5 separate regions of the Mus musculus genome follow, and regions 1, 2, 3 and 4 are each linked to region 5. Evidence: chromatin contacts called from public promoter capture Hi-C data. All regions are on one chromosome and are shown on one strand. Each heading gives the region's core, a stretch centred on a gene start, on an enhancer-like site or on the middle of the called end of the contact. The rest is flanking DNA. Distances are from core to core; before and after follow the strand shown. Region 1 holds the start of Nup205 (nucleoporin 205). Region 2 overlaps Chchd3 (coiled-coil-helix-coiled-coil-helix domain containing 3). Region 3 has its middle 38 kb from the start of Gm22321. Region 4 holds the start of 1810058I24Rik (RIKEN cDNA 1810058I24 gene). Region 5 holds the start of Slc35b4 (solute carrier family 35, member B4).

Evidence for each region. Promoter capture Hi-C pulls out the DNA fragments that hold promoters and counts their contacts. Capture Hi-C pulls out chosen DNA fragments and counts their contacts.
Region 1: a promoter capture Hi-C map of pre-B cells shows a contact between it and region 5, with 2.8 times the contacts expected there. The contact joins the promoter of Nup205 here to the promoter of Slc35b4 in region 5. A contact is called at or near these places in 2 of 39 promoter capture datasets (liver and pre-B cells) and 1 of 484 Hi-C or Micro-C datasets (CD4 T cells).
Region 2: a promoter capture Hi-C map of hippocampal neurons shows a contact between it and region 5, with 5 times the contacts expected there. The contact joins the enhancer-like site here to the promoter of Slc35b4 in region 5. A contact is called at or near these places in 10 of 39 promoter capture datasets (the 3T3-L1 cell line, 3T3-L1-derived adipocytes, HPC-7-derived erythroid cells and 7 more) and 2 of 115 datasets of contacts at active chromatin or transcription factors (astrocytes and embryonic stem cells).
Region 3: a promoter capture Hi-C map of second pharyngeal arch cranial neural crest shows a contact between it and region 5, with 4 times the contacts expected there. The contact joins the enhancer-like site here to the promoter of Slc35b4 in region 5. A contact is called at or near these places in 9 of 39 promoter capture datasets (the 3T3-L1 cell line, 3T3-L1-derived adipocytes, the C10 cell line and 6 more), 1 of 484 Hi-C or Micro-C datasets (cerebral cortex), 4 of 115 datasets of contacts at active chromatin or transcription factors (T-cell acute lymphoblastic leukemia, astrocytes, embryonic stem cells and 1 more) and 1 of 9 other capture datasets (embryonic stem cells).
Region 4: a promoter capture Hi-C map of liver shows a contact between it and region 5, with 2.2 times the contacts expected there. The contact joins the promoter of 1810058I24Rik here to the promoter of Slc35b4 in region 5. A contact is called at or near these places in 2 of 39 promoter capture datasets (liver and pre-B cells), 2 of 484 Hi-C or Micro-C datasets (CD4 T cells and regulatory T cells), 1 of 115 datasets of contacts at active chromatin or transcription factors (thymic regulatory T cells) and 1 of 9 other capture datasets (liver).

What each region holds. Positions count from the first base shown.
Region 1 is chr6:35,176,014-35,178,890 of GRCm38.p6, reverse strand. It overlaps Nup205 (nucleoporin 205), which reads right to left and starts at 1,275. Exons shown (of 43, transcript NM_027513.1): 1 at 1,232-1,275. The coding sequence starts at 1,259.
Region 2 is chr6:32,849,759-32,852,458 of GRCm38.p6, reverse strand. Chchd3 (coiled-coil-helix-coiled-coil-helix domain containing 3) reads left to right here. Exons shown (of 8, transcript NM_025336.2): 6 at 244-314. Among named protein-coding and RNA genes, the nearest start is that of Gm32007, 190 kb to the right of the region's middle. Within about 2 kb of position 1,323, at least 16 of the 459 cell types and tissues checked have an H3K27ac peak or open chromatin away from gene starts, as enhancers often do.
Region 3 is chr6:33,125,233-33,128,119 of GRCm38.p6, reverse strand. No RefSeq gene overlaps it. Among named protein-coding and RNA genes, the nearest start is that of Gm22321, 38 kb to the right of the region's middle. Within about 2 kb of position 1,324, at least 54 of the 459 cell types and tissues checked have an H3K27ac peak or open chromatin away from gene starts, as enhancers often do. A contact at or near this core is called in second pharyngeal arch cranial neural crest, where this site is marked.
Region 4 is chr6:35,251,359-35,254,109 of GRCm38.p6, reverse strand. 1810058I24Rik (RIKEN cDNA 1810058I24 gene) reads right to left here and starts at 1,400. Exons shown (of 3, transcript NM_001384235.1): 1 at 1,328-1,400. The coding sequence starts at 1,342.
Region 5 is chr6:34,175,646-34,178,345 of GRCm38.p6, reverse strand. It overlaps Slc35b4 (solute carrier family 35, member B4), which reads left to right and starts at 1,292. Exons shown (of 10, transcript NM_021435.3): 1 at 1,292-1,568. The coding sequence starts at 1,492. Gm13855 (a long non-coding RNA gene) reads right to left here and starts at 1,298. Exons shown (of 3, transcript XR_868963.3): 1 at 1,124-1,298; 2 at 1-141.

The DNA of each region.
Region 1 (2,877 bases), core at 26-2,525, 1.0 Mb before region 5:
GGTGGCGCATGCCTTTAATCCCAGCACTTGGGAGGCATAGGAAGGTGAATTTCTGAGTTTGAGGCCAGCCTGGTCTACAGAGTGAGTTCTAGGACAGTCAGGCCTTCACAGAGAAACCCTGGGGGGGGGGGGGGGGCGGGGAAGAAAAAAAAAGGCATTAACTGTTTAATTTTGGAGAAATTATGTAATCACTGGAAGTCTTTGCTTCCAAATTAAATCTGAGATATTTAATTGCATTACTCCAAATATATAAATGAAATACACACATACACCAGGTATAAAGGGATTCAACAATCAAGACTAACACTTGCTCCAGTGAGCAGACAATATGTTGTCAATACAACAGAAAACTTCATTTCTACAGAACAATTTACCATACCACTTCTGAGATGGTTTATGTACAAAACTCAGATTTAGGTAATTTTCAAAAAATACTGGTAAACTGGCAAGAACCAGTACCAAAAACAGTTTAAAAACAAAACAGTCCTGCTGAAAAAGATGGTCCGTAAACGTTTGCTATGTTGCCTCTTAATTGTACTCATGAATCGAGTGTCTAAAGCCGTGTTCAGGAGTGCCAGACCTCGTACGAAATGTTTGACATCTAAGTCCTCCCCACTAACGACCGGCACCGTGTTCCTGGAACCAGGACAAATCAAAACCCATCCACTTCTTCAAGCATCTCTGAGGGGTTCCAATTACCAAAGATGACCCCAGCCCCAGCTTTTTCACAGCGATGTCACCGTCCGCCGTGGCTGTGACAACGGTGCAGGGCGGCACGTGCTGAGCCCGTGGCACCGCCTCGCGGCTGGCAAGACCTCCTCACCCCCATGCCCCATGACCGGCCCACGGCCCCCTTCCAGACCAGCTTCCTTCCAGCCTCGCCTGGGTCCCACAGCCCGGGACTTGAGCCGTACCTCGGCGGTAGATGGCCTGCCTACACCTGAAGGATATTGGGGGGACGAAGCGGCTTCGGGGGCGCGCGCCTGGCTGCCCGGGACCCCGCCGCTCCGCCTCCCCTTCACACGCCCGTTTCGAGGGCCAAACTGTCGCCGCGCCGCGCGCCATTCAAACGGAGGCGGCGCGGGGCTGCAGGCCGGAGCGCGGCGAGAGCGGGCCCTGCGCACACGCTCGCGCCCGCACTGCCAACGGCCCGACTGCACCAGCGCTCCCCACTCGCCGGCCCCGCCCCCCGTGGGTCCCCGCGGGTCCCTCGCGGGCCCGCCGCGCTCACCCGAATTTACCGCCAACAGCGCCGCCATCTTGGAGGAGGACTGAGAGAGCGCTCCTGCCGCGGGGAGGACCCCGGGCCCGAGGGCCTGCCCGCGTCGACGCCTGAACACAAGGGCGTCCCCAGGGCCTCCGAGAACGCCATGCGAGGCTCGAGCGGGTGTGCACAAGGCTCCCCGCCCTGCTCTGGCCTAGGGCCATCGAGTCTAACTGCGACCATTACCGTTAAAACAAGCCGAGGGCAGCCGGTTCGGAGACTAGCTGTGCAATGCATCATGGGACCCGTAGTTTTATTTCGAGTGAGCCGTGCAGTTGACTAGTGTTCAAAAAAGGGAAATCAGTGAAACTGAAAAAGTTCTTGCTGGGCGTGGTGGCGCACGCCTTTAATCCCATCACTCGGGAGGCAGAGGCAGGCGGATTTCTAAGTTCAAGGCCAGCCTGGTCTACAAAGTGAGTTCCAGGACAACCAGGGCTATACAGGCTATATACCCTGTCTCAAAAAAAAAAAAAAAAAAAAAGAGAAAAAATTCTCATGACCTTCATTTCAAGTTAAATTTTATTTGAATAGCCATCCCCCTTACCTTAAGAGAGTAGAGTGAAGTGAGTAAGTGATTAAGGAATTTCTATTTAATAAGTATATTCTGTAGACATAATCACATTGTGCTTCGAAAATTACAGACAGGGCCTGGAGAGATGGTTCAGAGGTTAAGAGCACTGAGTGCTCTTCCAAAGGTCCTGAGTTCAAATCCCAGTAACCATGTGGTGGCTGACAACCATTTGTAATGAGATCTGACGCCCTCTTCTGGGATGTCTGAAGACAACTACAGTGTACTTACATATAATAAATAAATAAATCTTTGGAAAAAAAAAAGAAAATTACAGACAGCGACAAAATTTGAGTACTGCCTGCCTGACTTCAAAAGTGTCACCCATTTGCTTCCTCATCCCCAACATGTTGAGTCAAATTCGACATAAATTTCACAAACACCAAATGTTTTTTCTACCTAAGCAACCAAAACTACTAAACTTACTCGTTAAATTTAAAATTTGCTAGCCGGGCGTGGTGGCCCACGCCTTTAATCCCAGCACTTGGGAGGCAGAGGCAGGCAGATTTTCTGAGTTCTAGGCCAGCATGGTCTACAGAGTGAGTTCCAAGACAGCCAGGGCTATACAGAGAAACCCTGTCTCAAAAAAACAAAAAGAAGAAAGAAAGGAAAAACACGTTACAGAATAGAATGGAAGCGGGCTAGTGAGATAAGAACCTAAAAAGCCTACTAAGTAACTTCTACATACGTTAGAAGTACTAATTCTGTCTTAAGCTTTCATTAAGTCTACTGTAAAATATAATGATTTCTGTGAATGATTGATGTCAGTAGCGATCTGCTTGAAAGCTCTTCGCTTATATTTGGAAGCCTTCAATGGAGAGTTCTAAGCCAAGCACCTCTTTCACTAGCGACTGACCAGACTGCCCTTACAGCAGCCCTGCTATTCTGGAGAGTTTACAGACACCCTGGGGATATGCTCACATTTGCACAGCTGAAGACATGCTCCAGTCATGGTCACTCCACAGCCTGTACTAGCCTTTGAATGCACTGGAATTAGACTAGCCTAAGTGAACTCCCAGTGACCCTGTGACCATTTTCAAGCAGG
Region 2 (2,700 bases), core at 74-2,573, 1.3 Mb after region 5:
AGTAATCTTAGTAATTCTTCATTATGTGAACATCTGTCATGCAGTTATATATATGTATCAATGACAATACTGCCATTTAAATTAGTGGCCTTCCAAGTGTTTAAGTACTGTACCATTTAAGCCACAAATTCCTATACTTCTGGTGTGCCTATAACAAGGTTGCTTCTGTTTTTTAAAATTGTAGGTCTTCAGAACATTTGTCTTCTAGCATAGTTAAAATGTATGTGTAAACTTTGTCCACAGAGCTCAGAGTTCTACAAAGTCACCACCGAGGAGTATCAGAAAGCTGCTGAAGAGGTGGAAGCCAAGTTCAAGTGAGTTTCACCCTGCCCTGGCCTTGGATCCGACATGAAAGCTTGATTGTGTGACTTTCTGCTGAGGAGTATTTGGAAGTGGTTTTGGGTGGGCAAGGGACAGCCATGTTATCTGCTTTACAAGAACATTTGTGAAAGATTGTTGCTGCTCAATCCATTTTATGAACTAAATGAAAAATAAAAGAAAGGGTAATTGTTTTCAATTGAAGTAGTAGATAGCATAGAATGTTGTTGTAATTGCTACCTCTATTAACTGAAACATGGGAATCAATCACTTGTAGTAAAATGATGGGCAGATCCAAATTTGGATATCTTGCATTTAAACTATTTTTATTTCTTCACAAGTACCTTGAACACATTTAAATCATAGACTTTACCTTACCCTTGATTATGAAGGTGATGTTAAATTGCTACGTCTATTCATCCTCTTGATATCTAAATGAATATTCAGTAATTGATGGATCAAAGTGTCCACGACCCATAGCCTTCTCTGTTCTCTTTACCGCCAGTTCTCATATTAGGTAAGATGATATTTTACTGAGTATATAAAGGACTCTATTATATAAGCCCTTTTAGTAGCACATGTACAAATTAGTGAAGAAAAAAAGGTGTTGTGACAGATTTAGTTAAGAGATTGCATTGAGCTCTGACCTCCTTCCTTGCACATGTTTATAAGCGTTTAATAAAATGATTAAACCTTAAGGTAGAATTATTAGTTTCTGCTTCAATGCCATTGTGTGGTAATGGATATTTGTGTTACTTAATGTTGGTTAAAGTAAGATTTTTTTTAACGATGAGGTGTGTTTAAATAAATGTAAACTTTCTATCTTCCTTAGCACAAAAAAACAACAACAACAACAACAAAAACCAAAAAAACAAAAACAAAAACTAGGGGATAGAGGAGATCTCCCAAAGTGAGTCAAGTTCCACTAATCAGTCAGTGCCATTTATCTTTGAAGACAGAAAGTCTTGTGTGGCCCAGGCAGGGCTCAGATCTGGTATTGCCAGGCCTTCAATTCCTTTATCTCCCACCACACAAGTGCTGTGGTCATACGTATATGCCACAGGTCTCATTCTAGGAGACCAGGAAGCTTTAAAGGGCTAGGAACGTAAATGGACATGAACAAGGCCCTTGGTTTTGTCCCTGGCACTACATAAACCAGGTCGACCTGGAATACATAAGATGCTGTCTTCAAAACAAAAAAATTCAGATAAAAGATTGGATGTTGAAAAGTAGTACTGTACTTACTGTGGTTTTTTATATTGTAGTAGTTTATCTTTTCTCCTGATGGAATAACATCTCAAAACCCTTGTTTTCATACTTTGAAAACCTTTGAGTTATCATCTTGGATATTTCTTCATTATAAGATAATCACTATAAAAGTAACTAAAATTTAAGTTAGAAACTAATGCAGACTAGAGTGATCTATGAGTCTTCATAAAGAGCATGGCATTTGTCTTTGACTGGAGAAAGGCATTGAGTAGGTGCAAGAGAAAGATGTCCAGAAGGAAAATATTCCTGCTTTGTTAGTGGGTGACAACTTTAGTGAAGATCAATGGCTCAAGAGATTAGCACAAGATAGAGCTGCAGAGGTCACAGGTCACCAGCTGCCAGGCTGAGGTTGGGTCTTCATTTAGTAAGGAGTAAATGGAAGTGGGTTGAGCGCAAGAGTGGCCTGACTTCAGTACCTTGTAGGAATAGACATCTGATATGGGTGTGAGGTTTGGCTGGACATGTACGAGGCAAGAGTCAAAAGTAGTAGGTGGGCATTCTCAGCAGATTAGTGCAAACTGTTAAGATTGGATGTGAATTAATAACAGCTAATGGATTGAGCTCCAGGTCTGCAGAGTACTGGAGAATGAAGTCCCCACCCAAGGTTCAGGGCTAGAGAATTTTGAGGCCTTAATGGCCTGCAGATGGCCACTTTGTTCTCATGTGCCTTCACTTTGTGCGTATCTTCTAAACTTTTTAAAAAATATAAGGACAGTAGTCAGACTAGACCAGAGCCCATTCTTATTTAATCCTACATTAATTATCTTAAAAAACAAAACAAACAAACAAACAAAAAACCCAAAACTGGATCATGCTTTGTAGATCTGCCTGCCTCTCTCCCAAGTGCATGCCTGGATTAAAGATGTGCCACCCCAACCACCCCTTGACGTAGTAGGCATCAGGGTTTTAGCATTTAAGTTAGAAGGTAAGGATGACACAGATGAATCCTTCGTTCCTTGGCTAGAACAGGCAAAAGAACTGTGATTGTGAGCTTAGCAGGCTAGAAAACTGATAGGTTGATTCTTCTGGAGGAAATGTCTGGTTTGGGATGCGACAGACGGCTCTTGAAGTTCTGCACTGAGCCATCCTGCCCTGAGTGCTGCACTTGGCTAC
Region 3 (2,887 bases), core at 75-2,574, 1.1 Mb after region 5:
CAGAATCAGCAGAAACACCTGTTACCCATAATCCTGTTCTCCACACACAAATTCAGATGGCTAACCATTGCCAAATGTTTCCTGAAGAATTCTAGAAACCAGGCTGGGAAGAGGGCGGTTTTATGCTACTGGCCGTGAACTCAGACCCACAAATCAAGTGCTTATCAGAGAGACTGGGGCACAGAGAGAGATACTCAAGCAGGCAGAGGGACACTACATGTAGGAAGAGCCTGTCTTCATGACACTTCATGGAGAGATGACTGTGAGGCTCAGCAGGTGAGTGCCTTTCTGGAAGCAAGTAGGGAGTACCCTTTGCTCCTCTTGCTTAGCCACCTATTCTGTGCTAAGAATGCTCTGTGTGCTGGGCACCATGCCCAGCAATGACAGTGAGATGCTTGGAGAAAGCATTCTTTGTTTGGAGAGCTCAAGATTTAGGTCAAGACCCAGCAATCTACCCTGATTATTCCTTTACATCCGAAACAGTTATTTAATCACTGAATTGATGCAAAAGAGTATTCTGTGGTCCGTGTAAATGGGATGAATTTCAGAGTCCAATCCATTGTTAAAGCCTTGGTGGAACACAGCCTTAATCATACATTTCTATATCACCCATGTTTACTACAGTATACCATAGACGAGTCATGGCTGCAAAGCCTGACTAGTGACTGTCTAGCTCAAAAAAGAACAAGTTGGCCAATGATGGTCTAAGGGTACAGACAGGGGGAGCTATTTAAAATGCTGGGCAGTAATAAGGCCAGCTCAGAGCATCCTCAATGTGGAGATGCAGACAACAGAGACATGAACCAGTCATTAGCAAATTTTACTGCTGTTACAAGGACATTGAATGAGCCATGGGGGGGGGGTGTCTCTTGAAAGCAATTGAAGGTGGGGCTGGTAGTGTCTAATATTCTGTATGACTCAACAGACCCATCAAATGAGTGAGAGATGTGGAGAAGCGAAGGAGAAGAGACTGGGTTAGGCTTGAATTGCATTAAAAACAAATCTGGAGATTAACTTGAATCCAGGGAGTGATTTGGTGGTGGTGGTGGTGGTGGGGGGGGAACGTATCTGGGAAACCAGGAATGGAAGGTAGGGAGGAAAACCAATAAATAGCTAAGGAATGTTTTGTTTTAATGACTGGAGACTGCTGTGGGTGGCTGGTCCTTACTCCTTGAGCTTCTCTGAGAAAGAGTGAAGCAAGTCTTGGGGGTTGCTCTCTGTTCCTGCTGAGGCCTTGACTCACTTATGAATGGCTGAGCTTATTACGGCCTCTGTATTTCCAGGTCTCACCTGCAGGCGGCTTCCGAGTCCCTTCTGAGGGATGTTGAACAGAAGCCAGAGAAGTGTGTAGGGAACTGTCCACCGCTGCTGTGCTGAAATCCTGGTCCTAGAGTGGTAGCGCGATGCCTGCTATCCTCTGCTGAAGAGCTGTCAAAGCAGCTGAGCTAGGACTGAGTTAAGTTTTGGCCCCAGGCTGTGATTCATTCTGCTGTACTGACTTCTCCTGCTGCTGGCTGCTCAGATTCCTGCCGGCTGAACGTCCCCTGGGGGATCCTTGTGTTTCGTGCTCTGGATGGAACACAGCCCTGTATTTGGAAAGCCTTGATACCAACTGGACTTAGCCTGCCTTGTCCTGGTTGACTTAGTAAACCATATATATCTTTTCAGACTAGAAAACGCTGCCCCTTTTAACTCATACATGTGTGATAATAATTACCTTGCTTCAAGCTTTTAAGAAAACATTGTGTAGATATGATGGAGTTACTATTCTTTCTGTCATTTCTTCTCTCTAATGCAAAAGACTTTCCAAGTGTTAAATCACTGCCATGACGTTGCTTGATTACCCACCCCCGAGGCCTTGGCTTGCTTACAATTGGTGAGTGTACACTTAGTGCTGCTTGGCAGGTAGAACGTGTCTCCTTGGACTCTATGGACTGAATTGGGTTCAGGATCTATGGCATCTTCCCACATCTTTGCTGGTCAGTCCATGACCAGGAATTTTTCCTTGAAAATGAAAATTGAATGAGGAAAGGAGCATGAAGAGAAGAAGACGTGGTGGACAGGAAAAGAGGAGAGGGATAGAAACAGAAGTAAGCGATGGAGAGAGGAAGAGGAGAGGACCGGAGGAGGAGTAAAGAAGAAATAGAGGAAAAGGGATGCAGGGGGAGGAGGGGAAGATGATGGGAGGAAGGGGAAGAGGATAAGAACAGAAAAATATGAGAAATAAAGAAAGACGTGGAGAGGGATGAGAAGGCAGAGGACAAGAGATAGCAGTGGCAGTGTGGGACACTTCTGAGCCAGCCACATTGTTTCAAGACAGAGAAAGTTATTAACGTGCTTGTGTGGCAGATGGTAAGAATCTTCACGTTATACTCTCGTCTCTTTCCTGGGACCCTTAGAAAGGCCCTTATCATAGTTCCAAGTCGACAACTCTGATTGTATTTGGTACTTATGCAACATCTGGAGAGAAAATAAGATTCTACTGCTTTTAAATATATGCCATATATCTCACCCTGAGAGAAAACCGTTTTAATTGCAGGGAGAAATAAACATGGAAAGGAGGAAAAGAAGGGTATACTGGCTGGTTTTGTGTGTCAACTTGGCACAGCTGGAGTTATCACAGAGAAAGGAGCTTCAGTTGAGGAAATGCCTCCATGAGATCCAACTGTAAGGCATTTTCTCAATTAGTGATCAAGGGGGAAAGGCCCGTTGTGGGTGGGACCATCTCTGGGCTGGTAGTCTTGGTTCTATAAGAGAGCAGGCTGAGCAAGCCAGGGGAAGCAAGCCAGTAAAGAACATCCCTCCATGGCCTCTGCATCAGCTCCTGCTCCCTGACCTACTTGAGTTCCAGTCCTGACTTCTTTCAGTGATGAACAGCAATGTGGAA
Region 4 (2,751 bases), core at 151-2,650, 1.1 Mb before region 5:
CCTTGAGATTAAAGATAGGGTCTAAACTCTTAACCATTTAGAAAACAGTTGAAACGGCTAATGTAAAAAGCAAGATTTGCAGAAACTAGCAGTGTTTGACCAAGTTCCACAAGAGGAAAGTTGATTCCATCTCTGTACATCTGATTCCACTTTTCCCAACAAAAGCAATGAAGAGGAGACAGACCCAGGGCAAGAGAAGGAACATCAGTTACATCCTAGCTAAGCATCTAATGGTCGGCTTCAGCATCTCTCCATAAATGTTGAAAATTTTGAATTTTCCAATCAAAACCCATGTTTAAGTACAGAGCGCTAGTCCCGCACCAGGTAGCCTCATTCAGCAAAGCACTTAAAAGGTTAAGTGTAATCGATTTAATGTTCTCCCTGCTTATCAATGAACAGCAAATGCAGTGGAAGGGCCAATCCTATCACCTTACACTAGCTGGCTGATGCTGCTTTTAAAAGTGATTCCTAACAAGTAAATTACTGCTAATTACTCCTACCTCCTAAACTAAGGCCTAGTTAGGACACTAGAGAAACCCCAGAGGCAACTGAGTCTTTGTAGGGCAGTTTTATGTAAACAATACTCATTCTCGGAGCACCAGGTAGCCACTGACCGTGGGAAAGAAAGAAGATATCTGCTTTATTAGAATTCGAAGATGAAACGCTTTCATCTGAAAGTGTTTGAAAACTTTCATCTGAAAATTTGACTGGCAAGTTTCCTAGAATCCTCAACAGGCAATTTTAGAAATACTTGATTTTTGCCAGAAAAACGTGTTAACTCAAAAAGGAGACTTGAAAGGGTGTGGGGAGGGGCAGGTTTTTACAAGAGTTACTCGCAGGGCAGTCTGACTCACTCCTCAAAGCGGGCAATCTGTAAAGGTCTGAAGAGGGAGGGCACTGTGGATCTCTCGCTGCGACCTCGTGATGTGGCTGACTAATGCACGGCGTGTGAAAGGCACTCTGAGGCCTCAAATAAGCCGTATATAATAGATGGGGGTCTACGGGAAGTCGCGTGGAGAGGACAGGAGCCAAGTCATCTTGATGACTCCTCCGACCCAACTTACCGCGAAGATTTCGCCAAGAGCTCACAGTAAGTGGTTTTTTGAAAACGCAGTCATATCACTGACACCCCAAAGTTTTCGGAACTTGAAGGACTACATATAAACAAACCCAGGCAAAGACCCAAGGACTTAGGAGGAGGCCAGAGGAAAACTGCGCGAGCAAACCCGAGGGCGACGAGCCCCAACTGCAGAGCCGTGCACCGCCGACCCGGGACCCCGGGGGAACGAGGCGACCGCGAGGCCCGATCCTCCGAGGCCCCACTCACCAGGAACTGGAGCATGATGTCGGTGGGGAGGGCGAGGAGGGTGTGAGAGGTGCTCCAGCTCCAGCTCGGCTCCGGGACTCCTCCCCGGCGCGAGGGCGGAACCCGCTGCCAGGTTCCGGTTTACGCCCCGCCCCGCCCTGCCCCGCCCTCTCCATTCCCGGAAGCGACTCGCGGAGCCGCAGCGCCCTCTGACGGCCATCTCGGGAAGCAAGAGGGCGAGGTGCAAACCTAGGCCTCTTTGAACCAAAGCCTCCGGGTGACAAGGACGCTGGCAATTGTATTAATACAGTCAGACGTGGCTGTGTTACCTACTAAACCAGGGTGGGGGTGAGGTAGCGGGTGCCATGCCAAGTGAACAACTCACTCTCCTGGGAGCCTTTATGAAGTCCACACTAATCTCCACCACAGCCGACTCTCAGACGAAAAGGGGGAAAAGGTTCCATTTCACAAAAGCCCACAAGTGTGCTATGCAGCCTAGTTAAGGGTAGTCCTCAGCCACGTGATAGATGATGGAGAGAGGTCTGCGGAGTCTGGCACGACTGGATCCAAGTAGCGATTGCTGGCAGCCACCAGCAACCTATCTGAAGTTTACTTCCTCCTCAAGTGGAGCGCGAATCATCTACCATGCAGGAGCCAAAGATGAATCCACTCTTGTCCGGTCGCGCTGCTGGTCACCCACATACACAAGCACATCGAAACCACCCTTCTCATGTTGCTCTCAGTCTTTGGAATTGACCTTTATCTAGTTAAGGGGTACTCTGGCTTCAAATAACAGAAAAACAAATCAGCTGCGCCTAGTGGGGCTGTTAACCCTGGGACAATGGCAGAGGACTACTTAACATATCAAAGTGGACCTGGCCTCCTGGTCCTCGCCAGCATCCCTCAGTCCCGGCCTGTTACAGGGTGTGGCTGGCACATGCAGCCCTCTACCCTAAACTCACCAGTTCAGGGGCTGGGCTGCTTTTCCCGATGAGGCTTTTCCCTATATAATCCAGCCATTTTGGTTACCTGAACTGTGATGGTTTACATATGCTCGTCCCAGGGAGTGGCACTATTAGAAGGTGTGGCCTTGTTGGAGGAAATGTGTCACTGTGGGGATGGACTTGGAAATCTTCCTCCTAGCAGCTTGAGGATGCTCTCTGGCTTCCTTCAGATGAAGATGTAGAACTCTCAGCTCTGCCAGCACCATGCCTGCCTGGATACTGCCATGCTTCCACTTTGGTGACAATGGACTGAAACTCTGAACCTGTAAGCCAGCCCCAATTAAATGTTGTCATTTCTAAGAGTTGTCTTGGTCATGGTGTCTCCTCACAAAAGTAAAACCCTAACCAAGACCCGAACCTTTTGTTCCTTTGCCCTTTGGGCCCCTGTATCTCATTCTGCTGCCTCTCCCCTCCTCAAAAGAGGAAAATATCTCTCTCTCT
Region 5 (2,700 bases), core at 43-2,542:
TTGTGGTTGAGAGCACTGGCTGCTCTGGCAGAGAACCCAGGTTCAACTTGGAGCACTCAGGGAATGGCTTACAACCTCTGAAACTCCAGCTCTAGATCGGATGCCTTTGTCTGGCCTCTGAGCGCACCTGAAAGACATATGCTGCGCACATACAATGCTCACGTCAGCATTTAAGTGTTGAAAGGAAGCACGTGCCTTTTACCCTTCAGCTGAAGTCTTGTGGCATCAGTTACTGAGCCTCTTGGTGTTCACTCCGATTCAACAGCAATAGCAAGAAAGACTGCATGGTGACCATCAACTATGTACATAGGCCAGTGCCTTTGTGTTCTGTGTTTGTACACCTAGCAAGACCAGTTTTTCATAGATGCGATGAATTAACAGCCCTATTTCTTCCTATTATGTAAGACTAGTGCTACTGCTCAGAACTGTGCCCCTTCATACGTGTGATTGCATCAGCAGTGACACCACATGATGGGAGGCAATTTAGGGGATAAACATAAACACTCCGAAGTTTTCCTCAAGATTCACAACTAACTTGCCAGTGGCTTCCCCAACTTGTGACCCAGAGATCTCATCAGAATCCTGGCGCCTGCATGCTCTAAATGATGGTTACTGAGCACAATTTTTATTTGTGGTCCTGAACTTTGAATTTTCAATAAGCTCTAGTGCATTCTGAAATTGGGAATGTCTGTCTTTCAAAGGAGACTAGAAACAAGAACTATGGCAAAAAGAATGCCTTTTATCAGTTAAATTCAATATTTAATGAGCACCTTAAGCTGGCAAAATGCCAGCACAAGACATGTGTTCAGTGTCTCTACAAAAATCACGACATAAAGCAATACATTTACTGTATTAGTCTATTCTACAACAACTATTAGTAAGACAGGCCTATCTTCCCCTGTGATGAGAGTGGAGTACTAAGCCAATGCTCTAAACAGGCAGTTTAAGCCAAGGCTCAATCTCAAAACTTTTAGGTTCGCTGTTGTCCTAGAATTCGGTTTAGATGTTACAGGAATTTCTACATTCTCTCAGTTGCAGGTGAGTTGTTACAGATGCTAGAATACTCTAATGAGAAGTCAGTTACAGGGAGCACACAAGCTATTTCGTTGAATCCCATTCCAACCTTTATGGTACTGAACACGAACAGCATTGGGACTTCATTTCCCAGAAGGCAGTGCGACACCGACTCACGCGAGCCTTCGGGGGAAACTTGCCTGTTTTTTTCACGCCTGCCGTAAAGGCGCGCGGTCTGCTGGGACATGTAGTTTGGTTAGCCCTAGGACGCCCCCTCAAATGAATGGGACCGGGTATGACTGAGAACTACAGCTCCTGGTCTGGCCGCGTCGGTGGCAGCTGCGGAGGAAGAGTTGATCAAGACGGCCCTCAGGGAGGGAACCGCTGGCGGTGGTGATGTTGCGCGCGGATTTTCTAGGGTAGCGAACTGAAAGGGCGCTTTTTCTGCGCGCTGGCTCCCCGTGCCCCGCACCGGCCATGCGCCCGGCCTTCGCGGTGGGCCTGGTGTTCGCAGGCTGCTGCAGTAATGTGATCTTCCTAGAGCTGCTGGCCCGGTGAGTGACCCTCTCGGGCCGCGCCCGGGTTCTCGAAGCTGGTCCGGGGTTGCTAGCCCTGGCCGCCTCCCTAGTGCGCTGCACGGGATACCCACGCAGTCAGCTACTCTGCAGCCCTGGCACTCCTCCATTCGTTAGCATCCAGGTGACAGGAACATCCAGAGTGCTGCTGTCGGCATCTCCAAGCCACACTTTGGGGAGTTTGAAGCCTGGAGACTTTCTCACGTGACCGATCCTAGGTCTCTAGGAGCACCCTCTCCAACTACTACTCATCCAACTCTAGCACCTTTCGCTGACCAGTGAATGAATGACACGTGTCTGTCTGGAGCAAAACTTTTCTCACAGAAAGTTTTGTGTGTGTGTGTGTGTGTGTGTGTGTGTGTGTGTGTGTGTTGACATGTTTTGCGAAACATTTGTTTTTGTTGGTCGTAGAGATAGATGGTTGTGAGCACTTGGCTTAGACTCATATGTGAGTGATGTGGTGCAGATAACAACTGAGCTGTCACCATGGTCCCTGGGCATTTCGCACATCACAGTCTTTCGTTGAGAAGCGTGCTCTTTGAAGTGTAGATTGGGAACAGGATTGGCTTTGTGGTGTGGTGTCTTGCAAATAACGTTGGGTAACTATGTGCAAAGTTCAGTAGGCAGAAGTTAGAAAAGAGACAGGAGATGAACTGGAAAACGATTAGGACTAAACAGCTCCAGTTAGTTATTTAAGGTTTGGAGCTTCGGTCTCCTTTTTCAGACAGTTCAATACTCAGTTCAGAGTCACTAGCTACAGGTTTCTATCTATATACTGCTTAGGGCAACCCTGTGACCAAGAGTTACATTGTTTTGTTGAAAGTGAAACAGATGCAAAGTTGGGCATCTTTTCACTATTTGGAAGTGGCAGAGCAAAAATGGGCTGGACTGTATCTGTCTAAGCTCCTAGCCCAGTAACATTTCCAGATGCCTTCCATTTTTGAACTTGAGTTTTGAACATGGTGTGATGTCTGTTGGAAATTTATCCTGTTTGATACTGTTGGTTTGAATCCTTCAGAAGTAAGCAGTTTATTTATGATCAAGTCTGTATGTGTTATAGTTTGCTTTTAGAGAGCTTACCGTTTTATTATGCAGAGTGTTGATGAAGATC